Linked DNA regions of Ovis aries: region 1 is linked to region 2. A link is a contact called in public Hi-C data. All regions are on one chromosome and are shown on one strand. Each heading gives the region's core, a stretch centred on a gene start, on an enhancer-like site or on the middle of the called end of the contact. The rest is flanking DNA. Distances are from core to core; before and after follow the strand shown. Region 1 has its middle 23 kb from the start of MASP1. Region 2 holds the start of SST (somatostatin).

The links. A called contact is a pair of places that touch in the nucleus more often than the background predicts.
Region 1: a Hi-C map of mixed tissues shows a contact between it and region 2, with 5 times the contacts expected there. The contact joins the enhancer-like site here to the promoter of SST in region 2. A contact is called at or near these places in 13 of 16 Hi-C or Micro-C datasets (blood, hypothalamus, liver and 7 more).

What each region holds. Positions count from the first base shown.
Region 1 is chr1:200,777,403-200,781,236 of ARS-UI_Ramb_v3.0, forward strand. No RefSeq gene overlaps it. Among named protein-coding and RNA genes, the nearest start is that of MASP1, 23 kb to the right of the region's middle. Within about 2 kb of position 1,914, at least 3 of the 54 cell types and tissues checked have an H3K27ac peak or open chromatin away from gene starts, as enhancers often do.
Region 2 is chr1:200,452,070-200,455,949 of ARS-UI_Ramb_v3.0, forward strand. SST (somatostatin) reads left to right here and starts at 1,264. Exons shown (of 2, transcript NM_001009196.1): 1 at 1,264-1,440; 2 at 2,281-2,512. The coding sequence starts at 1,303. The coding sequence ends at 2,493.

The DNA.
Region 1 (3,834 bases), core at 664-3,163, 330 kb after region 2:
GAAACTATGGCTAATTATGGTCTACATCAAATCTAGCCAATCCTAAAGGAAATCAAGCCTGAATGTTCATTGGAAGGACTGATGCTGAAACTGAAGCTCCAATACTTTGGCCACTTGATGCGAAAAACTGACTCATTGGATAAGACCCTGATGCTGGGAAAGATCGAAGGCAGGAGGAGAAGGGGACAACAGAGGATGAGATGGCTGGATGGCATCACCGACTCGATGGATGTGAGTTTGAGCAAGCTCCGGGAGTTGGTGATGGACAGGGAAGCCTGTCGTGCTACAGTCCATGGGGTCACAAAGAATCAGACACCACCGAGCGACTGAACTGAACTGAACTGAATGGCATTTGTTGGTGTAGCATAATGTTAGAAGACTTGCTCAGGCTTATAAACTCCTTAAAAAAGTTTTAATGTTCAATATAAACCTAATCACTCTATAGCTAATCTTTTCAAATGACTAGTATTCATGAGTAGTATATTTATGTGCAGTGATGCTGTGGCTGATATGAAGAGAGACTAATAAGACAATAAGAGGTGGTCCAGAACTAAATCATCACGCCCCTCAAAAACACACAATTGAATAAATCATGTATCATCTTTATCCTTTGGGTTTAATTTTATTAGTTGTCATATCTCTTTGAGTTATAATGTACATATTGTAAAGTTCACCCATTTCAGTGTACAATTGGATGCGTTTTAGCTCATTTACAGGGCTGAATAACATTCATCACAGTTTTAGAATACTGCTGTCACTCCACAAATTTCCCACACAGAGCCCTACAGCCCAAGAAAACCTATGATCTGCCTCCGTCTCTAAGGTTTTGCCTTTTCTAGAAATGTCATGTAAGTGGAAACGCAAAGTATTTAGTGTTCATGTTTGTCTTCTTTCACTTCACATAATGTTCATGAGGGTTCATCCTTGCGGTTAATGTATGCGCATAGTTCACTACTTACTTTTAGCCCTTAATATTTCAATCTAGGATCCATTTTTAATTCACTTGTGTGCGTCATGTGAAGTACATACGCATATATACATATGCGTATATGTATGTATGTATTTTTGAATATGGATAGTCAATTGTGCCGCCACCACCTAAAAAAGCTGTTCTTATTCATTGAATTGCCTTGGCACCTTGGTTGGAAATCACTTGACCGTAAATGTGTAGGTTTATTTCTGGAGTCTCTCTGCTTTCTATTGATCACCATGTCAGTGCTTACAGGAAGGGTAAGCACTGATTTGTGAAAACTTTGTTTCAGTTACGTATACTAAGTTACTCTGGGAAATGTATTTCTTAATAGGGATTGTGGTAAAAATATTATCCAGGCATTTCCAGATAATATTCATAGCAAGACACACAAAAAAGGGTCCTAGAATAGTCTATCGGGATGCGTAAGGATGGTGGAACATGAGTATAGCCACACACTTTGCTAAAGGGGAAACTGAGGCTGGAAGGGAGGAAGTAACTTACCTAAAGTTACACCGGAATGCAATCCAGGTGCTCTTCCTGATGCCCCCATCTTTCCAATGCATCGGCTTCTCCTCCCTGTTCTTCAGCAACTCCTTAAGCTGTTTTCACCCCACCCTCCACTGAGGCTGTTCTGGCAGCAGCTGGCTGAGCCCATGTAGGCGTACAGCTGGGCAGGAGTCTCCCTGTCCTCGGCCTCCTCTCTGAGACTTGCCAGTCTCCTCAAGTGCTGAGTTTCCTGCAGGATGGCCCTAGATGACTTGCCCCCTGTGCTCCTGCCCCTCCCTCTTCAGGGACAGTAGAATTGGCTTTTCTTCAGGGACTCTTCTCAGAACAGAAAGAAGAAAGTCATGCCACCGACGTCAAATGGCTCTTACACAACGGCAGCATCTTGCTGAGTATTGTGCAAATAACTCCAGAACATATGGATTTAATTTCCCTTCACTTATTCAGGAATGTAATAAGTCATTGCCAATGGAGGAAAGCTGCCACTGGGCCCTGACACTCAGAACACTTGAAAGAGTCGTCTCCCCATGCCAGGGACCTCTTAGTCTGGAGCTCTCCCATTCATCTCAAGTTCAAAGGGCTCCTACCCTCAGCAAGGTGGGTCACAGAAGCAGTGTCCCAGGCACACTGCTGCCACCCTCCTTCATAGGAAGACTGTGATTCTAAGCACATAAACTGGGCAGAATGCCTGCTCATTAGTTCATTCATCCATCCATTCATTCAGCTAGCACTTATTGAGCCCTGTGGGAGCAGGGGGAGTAAGAATATCAGAATGAGCAAGAAGGCACAGCCCTGTTCTGGTATCCAGTGAAAGAACTTTTTTAGAACTCTAGGCTTTTGAATGGGAGTGAGTTCCCTTCAGAGGTTGATAGAAACTGAAGCATCAGATGAAGAACCGGGTGGCTGAGCTCTTAGATTCCTCCCAAGGTTTCATGAACTTTTAAGTTCTTGGAATGCTGCCACTGCTCCCTTGCTACCTGTGTCCCTTTGGATGGCACCTGCAGAAGCTTAGACCCAGAGATTTTTGTTGGAAGGCATGGGTGGTCTCTGGAGAAGCAATAGAGGATCCAGGAAAATCAGATACCTGTTTTTCCTGCTGAGAAAAGTCTTTCCTTTCTTATTTCTTTTCATATCCTGTCTTCTTTATCTACTCAGAAGAGATTTGAGAAATTTACCCTCTTTAACCACAATTAGGGAGGTTCTGACTGTGCTTGGGAAGCAGAGCTGAATAGTCAGGTCCTCAGCTTCCTTTTGCCTCATTTCCCTAGAACAGTAATTTTCACACTTTTGCTGCCTTGGAATTACCTGGGAGCTTCTTATAACACAGACCGCTGGGCCCCGCCCCTAGAGTTCTCTGATCTCTGTTCATTTCCAAGGCAAACCATTCAATATCACGGTAATCCAAGCCTATGCCCCAACCAGTAATGCTGAAGAAGCTGAAGTTGAACGGTTCTATGAAGATCTACAAGACCTTTTAGAACCAACACCCCAAAAAGATGTCCTTTTCATTATAGGGGACTGGAATGCAAAAGCAGGAAGTCAAGAAACACCTGGAGTAACAGGCAAATTTGGCCTTAGAGTATGGAATGAAGGGCCAAGTCTAATAGAGTTTTGCCAAGAGAACACACTGGTCATAGCAAACACCCTCTACAACAACACAAGAGAAGACTCTACACATGGACATCACCAGATGGTCAACATCAAAATCAGATTGATTATATTCTTTGCAGCCGAAGATAGTGAAGCTCTATACAGTCAGCAAAAACAAGACTGGGAGCTGACTGTGGCTCAGATCATGAACTCCTTATTGTCAAATTCAGACTTAAATTGAAGGAAGTAGGGAAAATCACTGGAGAAGGCAGTGGCACCCCACTCAAGTACTCTTGCCTGGAAAGATCCCATGGATGGAGGAGCCTGGTAGGCTGTAATCCATGGGGTCGCTAAGAGTTGGACACGACTGAATGACTTCACTTTCTCTTTTCACTTTCATGCATTGGAGAAGGAAATGGCAACCCACTCCAGTGTTTTTGCCTGGAGAATCCCAAGGACAGAGGAGCCTGGTGGGCTCCTGTCTATGAGGTCGCAGAGTCGGACATGACTGAAGTGATTTAGCAGTAGCAGCAGCAGCAGGGAAAATCACTAGACCATTCAGGTATGACCTAAATCAAATCCCTTACGATTATACAGTGGAAGTGAGAAATACATTTAAGGGACTAGATCTGATAGACAGAGTGCCTGATGAACTATGGACTGAGGTTCATGACATTGTACAGGAGACAGGGATCAAGACCATCCCCATGGAAAAGAAATGCAAAAAAGCAAAATGGCTGTCTGGGGAGGCCTTACAAATAGCTGTG
Region 2 (3,880 bases), core at 14-2,513:
TCATGGAGAGAAAAAAATAAAAAAAGGAAAAAAGCTGCCAGAACTCTGATCAGGATAGCAGACATCTAACCAGACCACAGCTAGAATTAGACCAGCATTTCTCAAACTTCCTTTTTATTTGTGAGAGGAGTGGGAGAGTACTGTCAATGCTGTTTTGCACAGAAACATACAATAATGGTCACATACGTTCAGGGGGTTCCTGGACTTCTGTATGTCCAGACTGGGAGTCCCTGACCTAGAACTGCGACTACTAGTCAGGAACTTATTAGGAAACTCAGAGTTGAGTGAAAAGAACCCTGGCCTTGAAGTGTGGAGGACTGGTCCTGACCCCAGCTGTGCACTATGTGAGTCAGAGAATTTCATTGCCCATTTCTAGGCTCAATGACTCAAACTCTGGGGTTTAGTAGATGGTTTCTGAGATTTCTTTCTAGTTCCAAGTTTCAAGGACAAAAATCAAGTCAATTTTTCTTTTTTTCCTTTAGCATTATTTTCAGGGGAGGGTAACGGTGGAAAGGCAGGTAGACTAAAAGTGTTTCAGCTGCTGAGAAAGAGGGATGGTGGGTGAACTTAAGGTGCTTTCTTCTCCATTATAAGAAGTGAAGTTCTTTCAGAGCCCCATGACTTCTTATCTATAAGGCTTTTCACAGAGATAATGGAGAAAGATGATTCAATCTTTCTAAAATCCACATTCCATTTTCAAATCTGTTCTTAGAGGAATGCTCTGACATTCATTGTCACAAGGAGTGCTCGTGACGGTCTCCACTTGTTACACTCTCATACTTGTGCATTTGCTTCTCCTAAAATGTCTGAGTGTGATGATGGATAGAGTTGTCTGGTATATTTATGGGCATGCAGCTAGGTGTGCTGGCGCATTTGCTTCTGCAGAGGCTGAGTGTTTGAGTGTGTGTAATTGAATGTGCACTTGTATGAGTGAAACTATAGAATTCGTATGTGCATAGCACTGAGTGAATATAAAAAATTGTGTAGATGGAGCGACATGTGGAATCGCGTGGGCCTGTGCGTGTACAGGATTTATTTTTTTTTAATAAGCTACTTTTGATTGTGCAGCCTCCTCTCACTTCTGTGATTGATTTCACGAGGGTAATGGTGCGTAAAAGGGCTGGTGAGATCTGGGGGCGCCTCCTCGTCTGACGTCAGAGAGAGAGTTTAAAAAGGGGGAGACGGAGGAGAGCACACAAGCTGCCTTAGGAGAGGCAAGGTTCGAGCCGTCGCTGCTGCCTGCGATCAGCTCCTGGAGTTTGACCAACCGCACTCTAGCTCGGCTTCGCCGCCGCCGCTGAGATGCTGTCCTGCCGCCTCCAGTGCGCGCTGGCCGCGCTCTCCATCGTCCTGGCTCTTGGCGGTGTCACCGGCGCGCCCTCGGATCCCCGACTCCGTCAGTTTCTGCAGAAATCCCTGGCTGCTGCCGCTGGCAAACAGGTAAGGAGACTCCCTCGACGTCTTCTTTCCCCTCACCCGAATCCCCTAACCTTCCCTCGCCTTGCCCCTGCTCCCTTGGGTGAATTTGAGGTGCTCCCAGAGTGCCGGTGCGTTTTGGGGTCCCTTAGCCACCAAAGCTCTCGGGAAAACTTTCAAAGTCCAGAATACCTTTTTACCTTTTTTTTTTCTTTCCCGATCAGCGCAGTAGGTCACAGTTCAGGTGAGTTCTTTGGGATTCAAGACAATTCCAAGACCTTGGTTAATTGATCTCGGAGCGATAATGGCATCTCTCCCGGGTACTGATCGCGGGAGGTGCTGACCCAGGTGCTGAAAGCGCGGACCTCTGAAGCGGCGAGGCAGTACCTCCCTCCCATGGAGCGGGACTAGGGGCTAAAGGGCACTGTACAGCCAGAACACAGCATGTTTACGGTTGTGAAAGGTCTCATTCCCTAAAGGGTGGCTTAGTAAAAACGGTAAGAACAATTCTAGTCTGTAGCTCATGATATGGACACTGAGTTAAACTATTGGCTTATGTTTCACCTTTGCAAAACTAACGATCTATTTCCTTCTTTGTGTGTGTTTTAAACCTACAGAAGCAGAAAACTTGCAGAAACATTTGAGTTTTTAAAGCTTCTTTGTGTAACTTGGTGGATATAGCAAAAGCCCTTGTTTTTTTTTACATCCTTAACTGATTTTAAGTGTCACAAAAAGTCCGCAGCTGGGAAAATTGGGGTTTGGTTGTGGTTAAACCTGTATTTCAAGCCAAGCTCTTCTGGTTTTTCTTCTCCACCATCCTCATTTTCATCCTCTTTCCTTCTGTCTTCCTTCCACCTCATACAGGAACTGGCCAAGTACTTCTTGGCAGAGCTGCTGTCTGAACCCAACCAGACAGAGAACGATGCCCTGGAGCCTGAAGATTTGTCCCAGGCTGCTGAGCAGGATGAAATGAGGCTGGAGCTGCAGAGATCTGCTAACTCAAACCCCGCCATGGCACCCCGAGAACGCAAAGCTGGCTGCAAGAATTTCTTCTGGAAGACTTTCACATCCTGTTAACTTTATTAATGATTGTTGCCCATATAAGACCTCTGATTCCTCTTCTCCAAACCCCATCTCACCTCCCTAACCCCTCCAATCCTCAATAAGACCCTCGTGTTGGAAATTGAAGACTGTAAATACAAAATAAAATTATGGTGAAATTATGAAAAATAAGATTTTGGTTTCTTATTGACTTAAATATTTCTGTTCAATGATATATGACTTAATTTGTGATTTCAGTCAAGTTATTTAATACACATGCTCCAAATCTCACAGATACAGTGTTTAAAATTCCCTGTGGTAATAAAGATTATGTTTTGGTTGGTAACTCTGATAATTTGGGTTATTTTAAACATAAATGATTTCAAATAATTTTATGAATTCTAATTTTAATCCAATGATAATTATTGGAAGGGGCTACCACAAACATGTATTATATTTTAAATACACTTAAAATTATATGTAGAAGTGAGAATTAGTATTAATGGGTAAGCAGGCTGAAATATCCAACTAACCATCAGACTGATATGTAAAATAAATAATATATTAAAATTGAAAGGGAAAAATCACTTAGAAGTTGGAGGAAAGAAGCTGGTTTAAATAGCTAAAATAAAGTTGTGAGCTTTTAAAATGTATTTATAATTTGTGAACATTTATCCAGAGAAAAACATTGCTTTAAAATCTTCTTTGACAACCCTCTTTGTAACTGAACAAGGTTAAATGGCTGCTTCTGTTTTAAAAGTAAGCGCCTAATTTTTTCCTCAAGGGAAATATTAGTTTAATTATAAGATTCCAACATGAGAGCTATGGGTTACAAGAAACACATGTGCTGGGACACCTCAGTGACTGTTACACTCTTAAAGGTATTGAAGCACAATATCATAATCACAGAGTAAGAGGAGAGATCTCAGATCTTCTTTTGATTTTATGAAAGTGAGTCAAATAAAAATGCAAATCATAATAACAAATATTCCATATACGCTAGCTATTATTATCAGCACTATAATAACAAACTAAGCAGGGCTTCCCAGGTGGCATAATAGTAAAGAATCTGCCTGCCAGTGCAGGAGATGCAGGTTTGATCTCTGGGTTGGGAAGATCCCCTGGAGAAGGAAATGATAACCCACTCCAGTATTCTCAGTTGGGAAATCCTATGGACAGGGGAGCCTGGTGGCCTACAGTTCATGGGGTCACAAGTATTCGGACACGACTGAGCAACTGAGCACGCAACATACTAAGTGGTATTGCTCAAGACAGATAAAAACATTGCTAATTCAACTCACAGAGACCTTAAAAAGATGTCCCTTTGAGGATGTGTGTTTTAACTATCAACTGTATTTAAAAAATAACTGCTAAAATCAGCAACTAAATATAAACAAAGTGTGATAGTTGCTCAGTCGTGTCC